Linked DNA regions of Sus scrofa: all the other regions are linked to region 1. Evidence: chromatin contacts called from public Hi-C, HiChIP or PLAC-seq and promoter capture Hi-C data. All regions are on one chromosome and are shown on one strand. Each heading gives the region's core, a stretch centred on a gene start, on an enhancer-like site or on the middle of the called end of the contact. The rest is flanking DNA. Distances are from core to core; before and after follow the strand shown. Region 1 holds the start of PRMT1 (protein arginine N-methyltransferase 1). Region 2 holds the start of RPL13A (ribosomal protein L13a). Region 3 holds the start of CCDC155 (protein KASH5). Region 4 holds the start of PTOV1 (prostate tumor-overexpressed gene 1 protein). Region 5 holds the start of FCGRT (Fc fragment of IgG receptor and transporter).

The links. Promoter capture Hi-C pulls out the DNA fragments that hold promoters and counts their contacts. Hi-C and Micro-C count contacts between places; a contact is called where the count stands out from the background. HiChIP or PLAC-seq counts read pairs in DNA pulled down with a chosen protein or histone mark.
Region 2: a contact with region 1 is called in a Hi-C map of skeletal muscle, with 2.6 times the contacts expected there. The contact joins the promoter of RPL13A here to the promoter of PRMT1 in region 1. A contact is called at or near these places in 4 of 5 promoter capture datasets (fetal liver, fetal skeletal muscle, liver and 1 more), 19 of 47 Hi-C or Micro-C datasets (adipose tissue, alveolar macrophages, blood and 12 more) and 2 of 2 datasets of contacts at active chromatin or transcription factors (alveolar macrophages and skeletal muscle).
Region 3: a Hi-C map of alveolar macrophages shows a contact between it and region 1, with 2.4 times the contacts expected there. The contact joins the promoter of CCDC155 here to the promoter of PRMT1 in region 1. A contact is called at or near these places in 2 of 5 promoter capture datasets (fetal liver and liver), 17 of 47 Hi-C or Micro-C datasets (alveolar macrophages, embryonic fibroblasts, fetal heart ventricle and 10 more) and 2 of 2 datasets of contacts at active chromatin or transcription factors (alveolar macrophages and skeletal muscle).
Region 4: a contact with region 1 is called in a promoter capture Hi-C map of fetal skeletal muscle, with 5 times the contacts expected there. The contact joins the promoter of PTOV1 here to the promoter of PRMT1 in region 1. A contact is called at or near these places in 2 of 5 promoter capture datasets (fetal liver and fetal skeletal muscle), 2 of 47 Hi-C or Micro-C datasets (brain and liver) and 1 of 2 datasets of contacts at active chromatin or transcription factors (alveolar macrophages).
Region 5: an H3K27ac HiChIP or PLAC-seq map of alveolar macrophages shows a contact between it and region 1. The contact joins the promoter of FCGRT here to the promoter of PRMT1 in region 1. A contact is called at or near these places in 1 of 5 promoter capture datasets (fetal liver) and 2 of 2 datasets of contacts at active chromatin or transcription factors (alveolar macrophages and skeletal muscle).

What each region holds. Positions count from the first base shown.
Region 1 is chr6:54,717,451-54,720,150 of Sscrofa11.1, reverse strand. It overlaps PRMT1 (protein arginine N-methyltransferase 1), which reads right to left and starts at 1,306. Exons shown (of 9, transcript XR_002344722.1): 1 at 1,159-1,306.
Region 2 is chr6:54,563,515-54,566,214 of Sscrofa11.1, reverse strand. RPL13A (ribosomal protein L13a) reads right to left here and starts at 1,422. Exons shown (of 8, transcript NM_001244069.1): 1 at 1,383-1,422. The coding sequence starts at 1,397.
Region 3 is chr6:54,475,558-54,478,257 of Sscrofa11.1, reverse strand. It overlaps CCDC155 (protein KASH5), which reads right to left and starts at 1,269. Exons shown (of 20, transcript XM_005664724.3): 1 at 1,081-1,269.
Region 4 is chr6:54,864,228-54,866,927 of Sscrofa11.1, reverse strand. It overlaps PTOV1 (prostate tumor-overexpressed gene 1 protein), which reads right to left and starts at 1,336. Exons shown (of 12, transcript XM_003127351.5): 1 at 966-1,336. The coding sequence starts at 1,136.
Region 5 is chr6:54,588,949-54,591,648 of Sscrofa11.1, reverse strand. It overlaps FCGRT (Fc fragment of IgG receptor and transporter), which reads right to left and starts at 1,297. Exons shown (of 6, transcript NM_214197.2): 1 at 1,225-1,297; 2 at 662-913; 3 at 259-534. The coding sequence starts at 1,297.

The DNA.
Region 1 (2,700 bases), core at 57-2,556:
CCTGTGCGGGGATTTCCCGCTGGGTCCTACTTCTCAGCACCGACACCTCCGCCAGGCAGGCCCCCGGAGGGCCTGAAACTCAGCACCGGAACCAGCCTCACACGCCTGCACGAGAACCAAACCTCACGGAACACCGTTTAAGGCATCCACGCTCCGGACCCTCACACAGGGCTTCAGGAAGGGGGAGGTTTCACTCCCACCCTCACAAATGCCCTGGGGAGAGAAACGGAGCAACGTTCGCGGCCTCTAGTCCCTCAGATCCCCTTCCCAAGACAGACTCTCTCTCCCCTCGCCTGGAAGGCTCCAGCGGGGAGGTGGGCTTTGGGACACGCCCCATGAAAAAGAGGTCCCTCCCACACAGCAGAAATGGCCACAAGGGGGTGCACGACGCCTTTTCGGGAAGGACCTCCTTCTGCTAGATGCCCCCCCCCAACCAGAGGGAGGTCACAGGGGCATGCTCCACCCCCCCCCGCCAGCTCCCCAAGCCCCGGGCGGGGGAGAATCCATCGACAGGAAACTGGGGTGGGAGGGGGGCCCAGAGGGAACCAATTCGTCTTCCTCCAATCCCAATTCAAGAATGCACGAAACCTGGACCGATGCCTAAGCAGATGCCCCGCTCCCACAAAGGGTTTGTTCAGGGTCAAGATACATCGGCCCTCCCAAGAGACTCTTTACTTGGCGGAGCCCCTAAGTCAGTCCCACCCCGAGATGCTTGTCACGATCCCCGGGGAGGAGGGCAGGGGGCCTCAGAGGGAGGGTCGGAGCCTCCTCCCCGCCCCCCCTCAGGGCGCCCCTCCCCCGACCGGGGGCGGGGCCTTTGTCCCGCACGTGGAGGCCGCCCGGCCGGCGGGCACGGCACACCCCCTCCCCACCCACCGCGCTGCGGCCACGTGGGGACCAGGCCGGAAGCGCCCCCAGCCCTTCTCATCGTGGGAGGGGGCACGAGACCCTCGATTCTAGGGGGTGCCACAGGCGCTCGAAAGCTAGGGAACCCGCACCTCAAACGGCATCCCGGATCCGGAGCATGCGGCGCCCCCTCCGTACGACTAAAGGATTTCAACCCCAATCCGGCGACTCAGAGCCCCTTCCCCACGACGGAGGCATAAAACGCTGACCCTCAAACTGCCCCCCGCCCCCGACGGCGCTCCAGGCGCTCACCTCCATGATGCAGTTCGCGGCCTCGGCTGCCGCCATCTTCACCCGCACCTACTCCTCCTCCGGCCGCCGAGACCCCCCCCTTCTCCGCACTCCCCCGGGACCGCCTTATACCGGAGGGTCCACGGCCCGCCCACCGCGACCCCGCCAGGAGATCTCATTGGTAACGGAGGTGACCCGTCTGGGAATACCGCTTTGCAATTGGGCTAAAAAGACGCCCATCAAAATTGAGGAGACCGCCCAGTCTGGCGTCCAGAACCCCGCCCCTTTAGGTCGACCGGGATGGGAGGGACTGCCTGTCTATCGCAAGAAGTGCGACAGGTGATTGGGCAAAGTCAACAGGGAGTTCCCGCCCCTTTCCCCTCAGCACCGCCTTCAAGCTTCCCGGCGGACCCCGCGCCAAGCGGACATCTTGAAACAGAGCAGTCTATCACAAAAATGACCCGCCTCTTGATGGCTGCTATTGGTTTATCAGCTGTTGTGACGTCACGAAGCTTTTGGCCGGCCTCAAGGAGAACGTGACGATTGGCCCACGAAAAAGGAAGGCAGGGCTTTAGGCTCCAGCGATTGGCTCAATAGAACTGTCAGTCATCGCCCTTTTGATGGCTTCTCCCAGCCGGAGGGGCGGGCACTCAGGAGGAACGAAGGAGCTTGTGCCCATTTTCCTGAAGGAAAACTGACCCAACGAGAGGCCCAAAGAGAGGGAGTTCATGTCTGGGGTCCCGAAACAAATCAGGAATGGGGCTCGGGCGTCAAGGTATTTAACCCCTGGCCCGCTACTTAATTGTTCCATGTTTTTTAAACCCAGTGACCCCACTCAAGCCACTTTGCTTTTTGCCAAGTCCACCCCTGCAGGTAACACACGCCCCCTTTTTCTGTCCAACTCCTTTGTCAGTCAGGGCGCCCTTTAGCTGCCACCTCCTCCAGGGAGCCTTCCTAAACCTGCAGGAAAATTACGTACTGAATGAAGATGAGTGCCACTGGCAGAATATATGCATCACCCCAGAAAGTTCTTTCATGACCTTTTCTATTCAACATCTCCCCACCCAACCCCAGAAACCATCACTTTCTGTGTTGTCACCGTCACGCATCTTTTCCATGTCTAAAATTTCGTAAAAATGATAAAAACATTTTTGTAAAAATGTAATTACAGTATGTACACAAGTGTTTGTCTTCTTTTACTGAGCATAATGCTGTTGAGAATCATTCATGTCACACCTAGCAGTTGTCCAGTCCTTTTCATGGCTGAGGAGTAGTCCATTGAATCCATGGGTTACATTTTCCTCTTGATGGGTATGTGGGTATGTGGGTGGTTTCCAGGATAGGGCTGTTAGGAATAGAGTGGCTGTGAACCATCATGACCAAGGCTTTCTCTGGATCTATGTTTTCCCTTTTCCTGGGTAAACTGAGAACACAGCTGGGTCATATGCTAGGTGTATCTTTCTAAGAAACTGCCAAAGTTCCCCTCTGTATTGTAGCATGTTGCATTCCCATCCGTGACCCATGAACGTTCTGTGGGCTCCACATCCCCTCCAGCACTTCAAA
Region 2 (2,700 bases), core at 173-2,672, 150 kb after region 1:
AGACCCAAGGTTCCCTTTACAGATGAGGCCAAGAAGGTCAACAACTAACTCAGGATCCTGGTGAGTGAGCTAAGATACCAAAGAGTTCCCCTCCAGCTTGCTCAATTGGCAGGAATTTCTGTACTCAGATTACGTTTGATGGTAAAAGAAACTACAATGCGAACCAACCGTGGCCACACTGAGCATCCAGGGAGAACGTGGGACCTGGATGCAAGCTGTAAAATCTTGACAGAATCCCATCCCGTCCCTATCTCAAAGGGTTGCTGCATGAATGTCAAAGCGAAGAAAACCAAGGTTCAGGGTGGGTGATGCGAGACAAAAAAACCCATGCTGGCCCTGTGTCTCCGAGTGTGAACTGGTCAACTGCTTAATCCATGGCTTGTCAAGAGTCAAAGTCCCCGTATCAGGTGCTTGCTATACAAGTTGGGATTGTTGAAAAGCAGCGTAAAAGGCTACCGACGCTAAAGCCAGATTCCCTGCCAATGTGACTTTGATCAATCAGAACCCTCCAATCTCCAATACCAGCCTCAGGAACACTGCGATAAATTAAACGAATTACACAAAACATAACGCAAGCTGTGCCAGACACCGTAAAAGCCGGGACGCATGTTCTGAGAACCCTATCATATGCCTGGCTCCAAACTTGGTTTTCCCTCCCTAACCATAGACCCATCACGTGCAGACCCCCTCCAGAACCATCCTCCTTTTATTATCCAAGAAGTCACACAAAGAAATCAGGCAGTCAGAGCACGGCTGCTGCTGCCTTCCTTGAGGGCCTCCAGGTGCTTAAGGGCAAAAGATGTGGAGAGCGGTAGAACATTCCATCCCAGTCCTCAGCACCAGCAGGACTCCATCAACCCCGAAGCAGAGGGACAAAAACCAGTTGGCTCCCGCATGCCCTGTAGGCAGTTTTCTCAATCCACTGCAAAAGATTTCCTGCCAAAATACCCACAGTTGGGGAAGAACCCAGGAGGCCGAAGGAACCCACGGCTCTGGCCGGGCCTAAGTACCCTCCATTTTGGCCAATCCTCTGCCGCCGCGGGGCGGCCTTCCGCGTGCTTCCCCAGCGCTGGGGACACAAGGGTCTACTTGGGCCAAGAACAAGGTAAACGAGACCTAGTTTTTAAGTATCCTTTCTTGTGCTGAAGGCCCTAACACGGCTCCTCAAGGGAAGAACGACGCCGCATCCTGGCCAGCCCAGAACGCAAAAGCCATCTTAAATAGCCGTTTTGGACTCCTCTTACCCTAATGGCTTTCTGTTTTGGTCAGTTATCGATCCTAAATTCCTTCCACAGCACACTTGCGGGGGAAAAGAGGTCCAACCTCGGCCCGACCTGCACGACCCCGACCCCACGCCGCCCCAGCCCGCGCGGAGCCGATACCTGCCCCTCCGCCATCTTCGGCAGCTGCCTGGGAAAGAAGGAACTCTTGGCGCAGGGTTTCTTATCCCTTGAAACAGGGGCGGAAGAAGTGACGCAACAAAGGCCGTTTCCCGTCTTTTCATTGGCCAGAGTGTCGAGCGCGTGCGCAGAAAGGCCCCACTGCAAGGCGGGTCTTCTTCTGGCTGACCAATCAGTGTCGTTCCCATCCGACCTGGGCGTCCACGGCTATACCGGGAGAGATCGCATTGGGGTAGGGGGCGGCCCTGCTGGGGCGGGGCCCTCCAGCCTCCGCCCCGGTATTTCTGAGGGGCTAGCAATCCTCGCGCGAGCTGCCCGCGGGGTTTGCAGAAAGCGGGGTGGGCCCAGGGCTGGAGGCGAGCGCCGGGAAGGCGGGAGGAGAGAGGCAGTTACTCCCTAGAGCAATGACTGGCTGCTGGGCGCGTGGTGGCAGCTCTCAGTCTAGGCTTAGAGATCTGGATTCCGGTGCCTGTTTGGCTTCCTTGCGACCTGGCCAAATCCCTGGCCGTATCTGGGCCTCAGCGTCCCCATGTGTCAAGCAGATGGAGCTAATCTTCCCGATGAGGTCTCATGTTTGAAGGCATGACTTCTGGATGCCTGAGTGCCCCACAATGAGCTTCGGACTCTCTGGACAAAGCTTTTGCTTTGGCTGTGCCACTCGGCTGGGATGGCCTCCCCTCCACCCCACCTTCTAAGATGCGGCCTGAGTTCTTTGCTCCAGAGAGCCTCCATGATAGCTCAGGCTGGCTCAGGTCCCTTCTCTGGGCTCCCACAGTTGCCTATACCGCTTCCATTAGAGCGTGTGTAATCCTGTACTCAGGGCCCTCTGTGTCCCTGTCCTCTCCAGGGACCAGGAACCCTGAGAGGGCTGGTCCCAACCTCTGGGCCCCCAGGAACCTCAGAAAGTAGGTCCTGAATGAAACGTTGCCTTAACTGCAAAACCAACACCCAAACCCAAACTGCGCCATCCACACCCTGTCCCCTCACAGACAGGCCAGGCTAGAGCTGGCAGAAAAGAATGATTTATATACAGTTTCCTGGGGCTAAGGGCTTTGTACAGAGGGGGGAAGGTGGGGCCGGGGTCGGGTGCTGGCGTTGCCTCCATCCTGGGGAGACAGTAACAGGGGCAGCGTGGCCAAGGAAGGGACCAGTCTCTAACTGATTTCCTCCAAGTTCCGCTCTGTGTCCTCTGGCAGGTGACTCCTCTCTCTGGGCCTCGGCGTCTTCCTCTGTAAAACGGGATGGTAGATGACTCGTGGGCTGTCTGAGGCTCCACGGTCAGAGGAGAAGAAGGCCCATG
Region 3 (2,700 bases), core at 20-2,519, 240 kb after region 1:
CTGGTCCCTGCAGCTCCTGGCTTCTGTCACCCTTCTCTCCACTGGCCAACCTCTAGGTCCCTCACTCTCATCATGGCCTATGGAGACCCAGCATTCTCTGGACCCAGCAAACTCCTCTGGGGAGCCTTCCCGGAGCCACTGGAGCAGCTAGGGACGCCCTCCTTTGTGCCCTGACGATGCCCTGACGATGACAATGGTGCCCACAGGGCTGAACTGGGCACGCTGGGGCTAATGGTCATCGCAGGGTTGCCTGGGGCCTCTCTGTCCTCACCCCACCCGCACAGCCCCTTTCCTCACCCAGTACTCCCCATACCCCCTTCTCCCTGGTGCCAGGCAGGAGCTACAGCTATGGCATGCACGCTTCCTGGCCATTTTTAGAAGGTCCTAGAAAAAGGGATCTTTGAAGAGAGACCCTTTCAGGGTGTGGACAAGGCGGGGGGGGGGACGGGCGGCGGAAGAGGGTCAATAGTTGTGGGTCCTGTGTGGGGAAGGGTCCCTGAGAGCCTCTGACAGGGTTTGGGGGACACACTCCTGGTGAGGGACCCAGGGAGGCTTTGGGGTCTTGGATGGGGAGATTCTAGCAGGAGGACCTGGGCAGGAATTCTGGGGATATAAGGGGGTCTCTAACTGGATTTCAAGAGGGTCTCTGACTGGATTTCTGGGGAGTCTCTGGGTTTGGGGGGGCGGACATTTCTGACAGGATTTTGGAGGGGAATCTGACATGATTTTTGGTGGATGTGACAAGACTTCTGGAGATCTCTGGGAGGACCTTGGGGGCTTTCTAGTAGGATTTACAGAGGGAGTGAAATGGGACTTCAGGGGGGCTCTCTGACAAGCTCTGAGGGGGAAGACTACAGAATTTCTAGAAGATTCTGACGCGATTTCAGGGGTCATCTATAAGATTTCGGGGGGGTTCCTTTCAGTATTTCTGAAGGAATTTGGTCAGGATTTCAACAAGGCTTTTTACAAGGCTTGGGAGGCTTCTGCATTGGGGCTCTAGCCTATGATTTGGGGGCTTCGCTAGTCAGGAGGAGTTCTGACGCGGCTACTCTGGGGAACCTCGCTAAGGCCGGAGCGCACCTGAGGCCACGGCCCAGTCTCGGGACACAGCTGAAGGCCACGAACGGGACAGTCTCGGGACACAGCTGAAGGCCACGAACGGGAAAAGGCAGTTGGGTCGTGAGGAGACGCGCGTGCGCTCTTCCCGCCAGAAAAAGCGAAGAAACAGAGGCGTGACCGAGAGCGAACGCGGTGCCTAAGCCACGCCCCTCCCGGGCTCCTCCCCCGACGCAGGCGCACACCGGGGCGAGGCGCGCGCTCATGCAGGTACCAGCAAGGCTGCGCATGCGTAGAGATGCCCGCGGGCGAGCCCCGCCTGGTGGGGCGGGGCGGGGCGGGGCGGGCGCATGCGTATTGGCCGAGCGTCTAAGGCAGAAGGGGTTCCCAACTGAGAGGAGGCGGCGGGGTCACCTACGTCCCCTGTACTGGGTCTTCTCTGTGGGCTCAAGTTTCGGTGAAACGGACCCCAGTGAGGGAGAGCTGTTATGAGCCACCAAGTTTTGCCCTCTGTTCAATGCTGGGCTGCCGGTCACCGTCACAATGCCGTCCTGCCTCACCCCTCCGGAGCCGTTTTGGGGCTCCAGTCACGAAGGGGTCATAGATCCCCGAAGAATTTTTTCCCAAACCGTTTAATTCATTCCCTTTCGGAGAGAGTGGAGAAAAAATACCTTCAGCTTTTCTGGCTAGAGAGAGGAAGAGGATTACAGCCCAGATTGACTCCCTGGGAGGGGCATTTGGGATAAAAGATGTTATGCCCACTCGGCCTCTTTGCTAGCCCAGACAGAGAAAAGGCATCCTTTTTCTTTAATTTTTATTTTTTGCCTTTTGTCTTTTTAGGGCTGCACCCCGAAGCATAGGGAGGTTCCCAGGCTAGGCGTCGAATCGGAGCCTACGCCACTGCCACACCAGATCTGAGCCGGGTCTGCGACCTTACCACAGCTCACGGCAACACCGGATCTTTAACTGAGCGAGGCCAGGGATGGAACCTGCATCCTCATGGATGCTAGTCATATTCCTTTCCGCTGAGCCACGACAGGAACTCTGAAAAGGCATCCTTTTGCATCCTCTTCTCCATCTCACCATCATGCGTTCAGCGGTCACTTCCTAAGAGAGGCCTTCCGCTGACACACTGTCTACACTTCAGATCCTCATCTCTATCCACTTACTGTTTTTTAGTGGTCCTCGTGGCACGTCTCACCATGTGATCTACTCTAAGTTTGTGCACTGTCACCTCCCTCCGCCCCCACTCCCCACCGCCTCCCCCGTTGTGAGCTCTTAGCAGTAAGAAGTTGTTTGGGAACCAAAACATAGCTGGTCCAGTGTGTACACCCCAAAATTTTTTGTTGAATGAATGAACGAATGGATGGACAGTATCCTTGCCTCTGAACTGCTGGGCAGTGTAGAGTGATAAGACCAGAGTCAGACATTCTTGGGTTTGAATTTTGGCTCCATCGCTTCCTTCCCGTAACCTCAGTTTTCCTCCCAGAAATGGAGATAACAATTGCTTCTCAGGTTACCTCAAGGACTTAAGGTGGTAATCCTTGTTAATTGATGGTTATTATTTTGGCTATTAGATGGTGGTTTGTTAAAAATCTGGGAAAGAACCTGTTTGGTAGGTGATGTGGTGAGTGGTGAAAAGCA
Region 4 (2,700 bases), core at 87-2,586, 150 kb before region 1:
AGCCTCAGGGTGCATGTTTAAGGACTCAGGAGGCGCTTCTGAACCAGTAGACACAAATGCTAAGAAAGGGGGAAGGCGGCGGAGGGAAGGATTACTTTTAAATTTAGACAGACGTTCAGAGTCCGGATGGCTACGTATAAAAGTCCATGACACATTTTTAAGGCTCATGCAGACCTGCCACAGCTCCCCGCCAAGCACAACGCCGGGGCAGAATGTTTTAAGACAGCTTGAGCGCCAGGATAGAACGCGCATCCCCGCGAGAGTGTCACGGTTCGGCAGTCCGTGAAGCATTGAGATGTGGCTTTACCGCTCCAGAAAACCTTATAGAGCTTTCTGAGAAGTGTATGCATGTTTCATGGCTGGCGAAGCATCTGTAACTTAGGGTACCTGCGAAGCTAGATGTCGAAGCCTGCAAAGCTAGACTTGCAGCGATCGGTAGGGGCATCCCACATCTGCGCGAGCGTGCAAATAAATCCTGGGCGCACACGCCACGGGCGCCGTGGAGGGGCGCGTGGGCCCGAGGAGAACGCCCCCGAGGGCAACACCTGGGCGCGCGCGAGTGCAAGACGCGAAGCCCCCACTCGCCGCCGTCCCCCAACCCCCTCCCCCATTTCCAGATTTCCTGCCGGGAGAGCGAACAACTTTCCCATTGGAAAAACAAGCGCGCACGCTGCCCGCCCCCCACCCCGCGTTTAAATCAGGCCGCGGAGTCAGCAGTAATCTGAGCGCTCCCCGCCCCCGTACCCCACCCCCGCCACCCCGGCCCGAAGGCGAAACAAAGGGGAGAGACCGGCGCGTACCACCTGAGGGGTTTCACGGGGGAAGCCGGCCCCAGGCGGGACCAGCCTTCGGGCCACCCGAAAGACCCCTAAGAGAAGTGGGTCGCGGACAAAGACGCCTGCCGGGGAGAGGGGCCTGCGGGGGCGGGGCCGTGGAAAGCTCTGGAAAAAGGGCGGGGGGCTCACCATGGGAGGGGCCGAGCGAGCCCGGATCCGCGGCGGCTGCGGACCCCGGGGACTGGCGGGCCAGGAGCGCGAGCGGGCGGCGCGCACCGTGAGGAGCGGCAGGGGTCGGCCGCGACCCCCGAGGGGGCCCCCAGCGCCGGAGCGGTGCGGGGCGCGGCGCGGACGGACCATGGCGGGCGTGGGCCGAGCGGGCTGGGGGCTGCCACGGGCCGCACGGGGGGCTGCGGGTTCCACCGACTGAGGGGCGAGGGCGCGCGGCTTCGGGGGAGACGGGCTGGGCTGTACCAAACGCGGAGGACGCGCCGCTGGAGAGGGGTTGCTGCGGCCAAACCACTGTGGTGAGCGGGGGAGCGCGGCGCCTACCAAGAGCGTCTGCGAGGGGGCGTGGCCGGCGTGTACCAAAATAGAGCTAGGGGAGCCCCGGGAAAAGGAGAGGGTGTGGGGGGCGGGGAATTCGACAATTGGAAGATACTATGGGCCGAAGGGGAGGGACCCAGAGGACGTGAAAGAAACAACTTCGGCGGGGGCGTGGCAGGAAAGACCATGCCGAAGCGTCACGGGGGGGGCGAGAGGAACGTAGAGGACGATACCAAGATCGGGATGGGGGGTGACATACCGGGAGACCGTACCCTGAGTCCCAGACCCTCGGAGCCGGGAGACTATATCAAGACACATCAGGAAAAGGGGGAGGAAGGAGTAACAGACCTGGGGGCAACGGAACCTACGTAGAAGTTTGGGGATACGGATCGTACCAGGCCTAAGGCGAGGACTTGAAGGCTGTGACGTGGCTAGGTGGGCCAGGGACCACAACTCCCAGCGATCCCCGCGCGGTATGGGCGGAGCCAGAGGTCCCTGGGAGACACTGCCAGTGATATCTGCGTGCCAACTGGCCCCCGCGCCTTAGGCTCCACACGCCTCCCTCCGCACCTCCTCCGGCTTCTTGCCACCCGCCTTTCAGGGCCATTCATTGATTCGCTCATTCACTCAAGAATTAAACGACTGTGTATTCACTTACTAGAAGTTGTGTAAGATTTCTTGTTTCAATTTCCCTGTTTCTTAAATGTGGGTAATAACTAACCATTCATTCATTGATTCTCTCATTCACTCAAGAATTTAACGACTGCGTATTCACTTACTAGAAGTTGTGTAAGATTTGTTTCAATTTCCCTGTTTCTTAAACGTGGGTAATAGTTAACCCCAAACGGTTATGAGGAACAAATGAATTAAGAAAATAGGGAGTTCCCGTCGTGGCGCAGTGGTTAACGAATCCGACTAGGAACCATGAGGTTGCGGGTTTGGTCCCTGCCCTTGCTCAGTGGGTTAAGAATCCGGCGTTGCCGTGAGCTGTGGTGTAGGTTGCAGACGCGGCTCGGATCCCGCGTTGCTGTGGCTCTGGCGTAGGCCGGTGGCTACAGCTCCAATTCAACCCCTAGCCTGGGAACCTCCATATGCCGCGGAAGCGGCCCAAGAAATAGCAACAACAACAACAAAAAAGACAAAAAGACAAAAAAAAAAAAAAAAAGAAAGAAAATATTAGGGGAGTTCCCCTTATGGCTCAGCGGTCAGCGAACCCGACTAGCATCCATGAGGAATGGGGGTTTGATCCCTGGCCTCGCTCGGGGGGTTAAGGATCCGGCGATGCCGTGAGCTGTGATCGCAGACGCGGCTCGGATCCTGAGTTGCTGTGGCTACAGCTTCGATGAGACCCCTAGCCTATAAACTTACATATTCCGCG
Region 5 (2,700 bases), core at 48-2,547, 130 kb after region 1:
CACCAGGGGAGCTGGCAAAGATGAAGGAATGGGAGGGCTGCTGGGAGCTCAAGGGACTCTGGGTGATTCTGTCTGGAGCAGATGGAGAAACGTCAGGAGAGGGACAGAGGTCAGGCCGCGTGGGGCCTCAGGGCCAGGCTGAGGGGCAGCTGGGCGTGGAGGAAGACCCCCTGGGACGCGGCTCGGGAGGAGGGGGTAGACTGAAGGCCAGGGGGTCGGGAAGGAGAGGCCTCGCGGGACCCTCAGGGGGCTGCTCACCCTTCCACTCCAGGTTGCCCCGGCCCCTCTCCAGATGCCCCAGCAGCCGGTGGGGACAGGAGTAGAGCAGGAAGGTCTTCTCCTTGTTGACCGCGTCCGGCTCCTGCATCCACTTGGAGCCAATGGTCCGGGCCTCGGGCCACTCCCCATCCCAGGTGCCCAGCTTGGTGTCGAACTTCATAAACTCCTCGCCATTCAGGGCGAACGTGGCCACAGGCACCGAGACATTGTCGGGGCCCAATTCGCAGCCCAGAAGGCCCTGCAGGGTGAAGGGCCCTGGGGCGCCGCCAGCCGCGTGAGCCGCGCCCAGGCGCCGAGGCCACAGCCCCCCGCCTCCCTCCCAGCCAGGACCCAGGCCGCCCGCCCGCGTCCCCTGCCTGCGCCCCCGGGGTCCCAGGCCCACCTCCTTCCTCCAAGGTTTTGAGAGCCTCGAGAAAGAGCTTCTGCTTGTTCCTCAGGTCTGCGGTCTCCTTCTCCCAGTACCAGGACACCTGGCTTTCCCAGACCCAGGCGCCGTAGGGCTCCGCCTGGGCGCGCAGGTTATTGTAGCTCAGGTACTGCTGGGGCCCCAGCCAGCCCGACACCCAGAAGGCGGGAGCGCCCGGGGTGGGGGCGGACACGGCCGTGAGGTGGTACAGGAGGGAGCGGTGGTTGTCTGCGGGAGACACGGGCGGAGGGGGCGGATGGGGCAGTGACCCTCGCCCCGAGGGGGAAGAGCCGGCACCGCGGACGGAGGGGCCAAGGCAGCCAGCGGGCGCCGCACGCAGACCGAGGGCCAGCGACCCAGCGAGGGGGGCCGGGAGCTTCCCAGACACACCGCCAGAGGGAGGAGGCGATGAAGCCCAGGGAAGCAAAGGAGGAAGTGCCCGGCTCGAGCGGGGCCTCGGATGTTGCTTCCTTTGCTCTTTTCCCGGCCGCCGGCACCTCCCCGGTGCCCGGCCGCCCCGGCCCCGGAGCCCCCCTCACCTGCGCGCGGCGTTCCGGGCAGCAGGAGGAGCAGCAGAGCGAGCCACCAGGGCTGAGGCCGGGGGACCCGCATCCTGAGCGGGAGACCTGGGGCGGGAGGGGGCGCGTGACTCCCTGGGACCCCCGCCCCGCCCCGCCCTGCGTCCCCCAGTCCCTGCGGCGGCGGGCTCCGGGGCTCCTGTCCCGGAGAGTGACCGAAAGGCCCGCCTCCCCGATGAACTTTCACCCCTTCGTTTGCTCCGTCGGGGTTAATGAGTGACAGAGTCTGGATAGGCCGGGAGGCGGCGGAGGCGGCCCCTCCTCCTCCTCCTCCTCCTCCTCCTCCTCCTCCTCCTCCTCCTCCTCCTCCTCCTCCCTCGGACCCGCGAGTCCTCGGCTCCCGCCCGCCCGCCCGCCCGCCCCTCCTCCCTCCGACCCAAAGGTCCAGACCCGGGGCTCCCTCCTCCTGGAGAGCCGAGAACCCGGCGCCCGGCCCTCGCCTCCCAGGCTCTGGGGCCCCAGCCCCGCTCACAGCAGCCGCGATCCCTTCCCGCCGGCGGCCCCAGCTGGCTCCCGTGACTGGAGACCCCAGTTCCTCTCTCACATCCTGTCCGGAGAGGCGCCTCCACTCCGGGAATATCCAACCCCGCCCCCCAGCTGCAGGGCACACCCCGGGCCCTGGGCCCAGCCGGGAGCTGGTCTCAGCCTCTCTCTAGAAACTTGGGTCCTTTTTTTCCCCCGTCTCTTTCTTTGTGGCTCCCTGGTTTGAGTTTTGTTTGGGGGCTTTGTTTTGTTTTGTTTTTCGAGGGTGCCGGCGATCCAGCAAATTCATGACAACGTTGGGAGTCAACCTTATCGGAGCCCCACCTTTAGAGATCGGCGCAGGCCCCCTTCTTACCTCGTCAGCACCCCCCCCCAGGTCTTCACTGGCTCCTGCTGTGATAAGTCTTCCAGATACTTCCACACTTCCTCCTTTGAACCCCTCCCCCAGGGTACCCTTAAAGTGCTCCTGCGGTACTTTGATAGCTTCTGATAGGACCTCAGTAACAGAGTCCTGATATACCTTCGTGCTTGGGGGCCTCTTCCAACCCCCCCACCCACCCCCGCAGCCCACACTCCCGCTATAATGCTTCCATTCATCCGTTTTATTGCGGTAAAATGCACAAAACAAAAGCGTTCCTGTTGGTGACATTTAGTGCCTTCTCTGTTGTGCCACCACAGCCACTACCTAGTTCCAGAACCTTTTCATCATCCCCAAGGAGACCCCGTACCCCTTTAAGTAGCCCCGCTGCTCCCCTCGGCTCCTGGCAATCACCGATGTGTACGTTCTGTCTCTAGGAATTTGCCTCTTCTGGATTTTCAGAGAAATGGAATCCTACAATATGGTGCCGTTTTGTGTCTGGCTTTTTTCACCATGTCCAATACTGTTTTCAAGATTTATGCATGTGGTACCATGTGTCAAAACTTCATTTCTTTTTTGGCCTCGCCTAGGTCGTG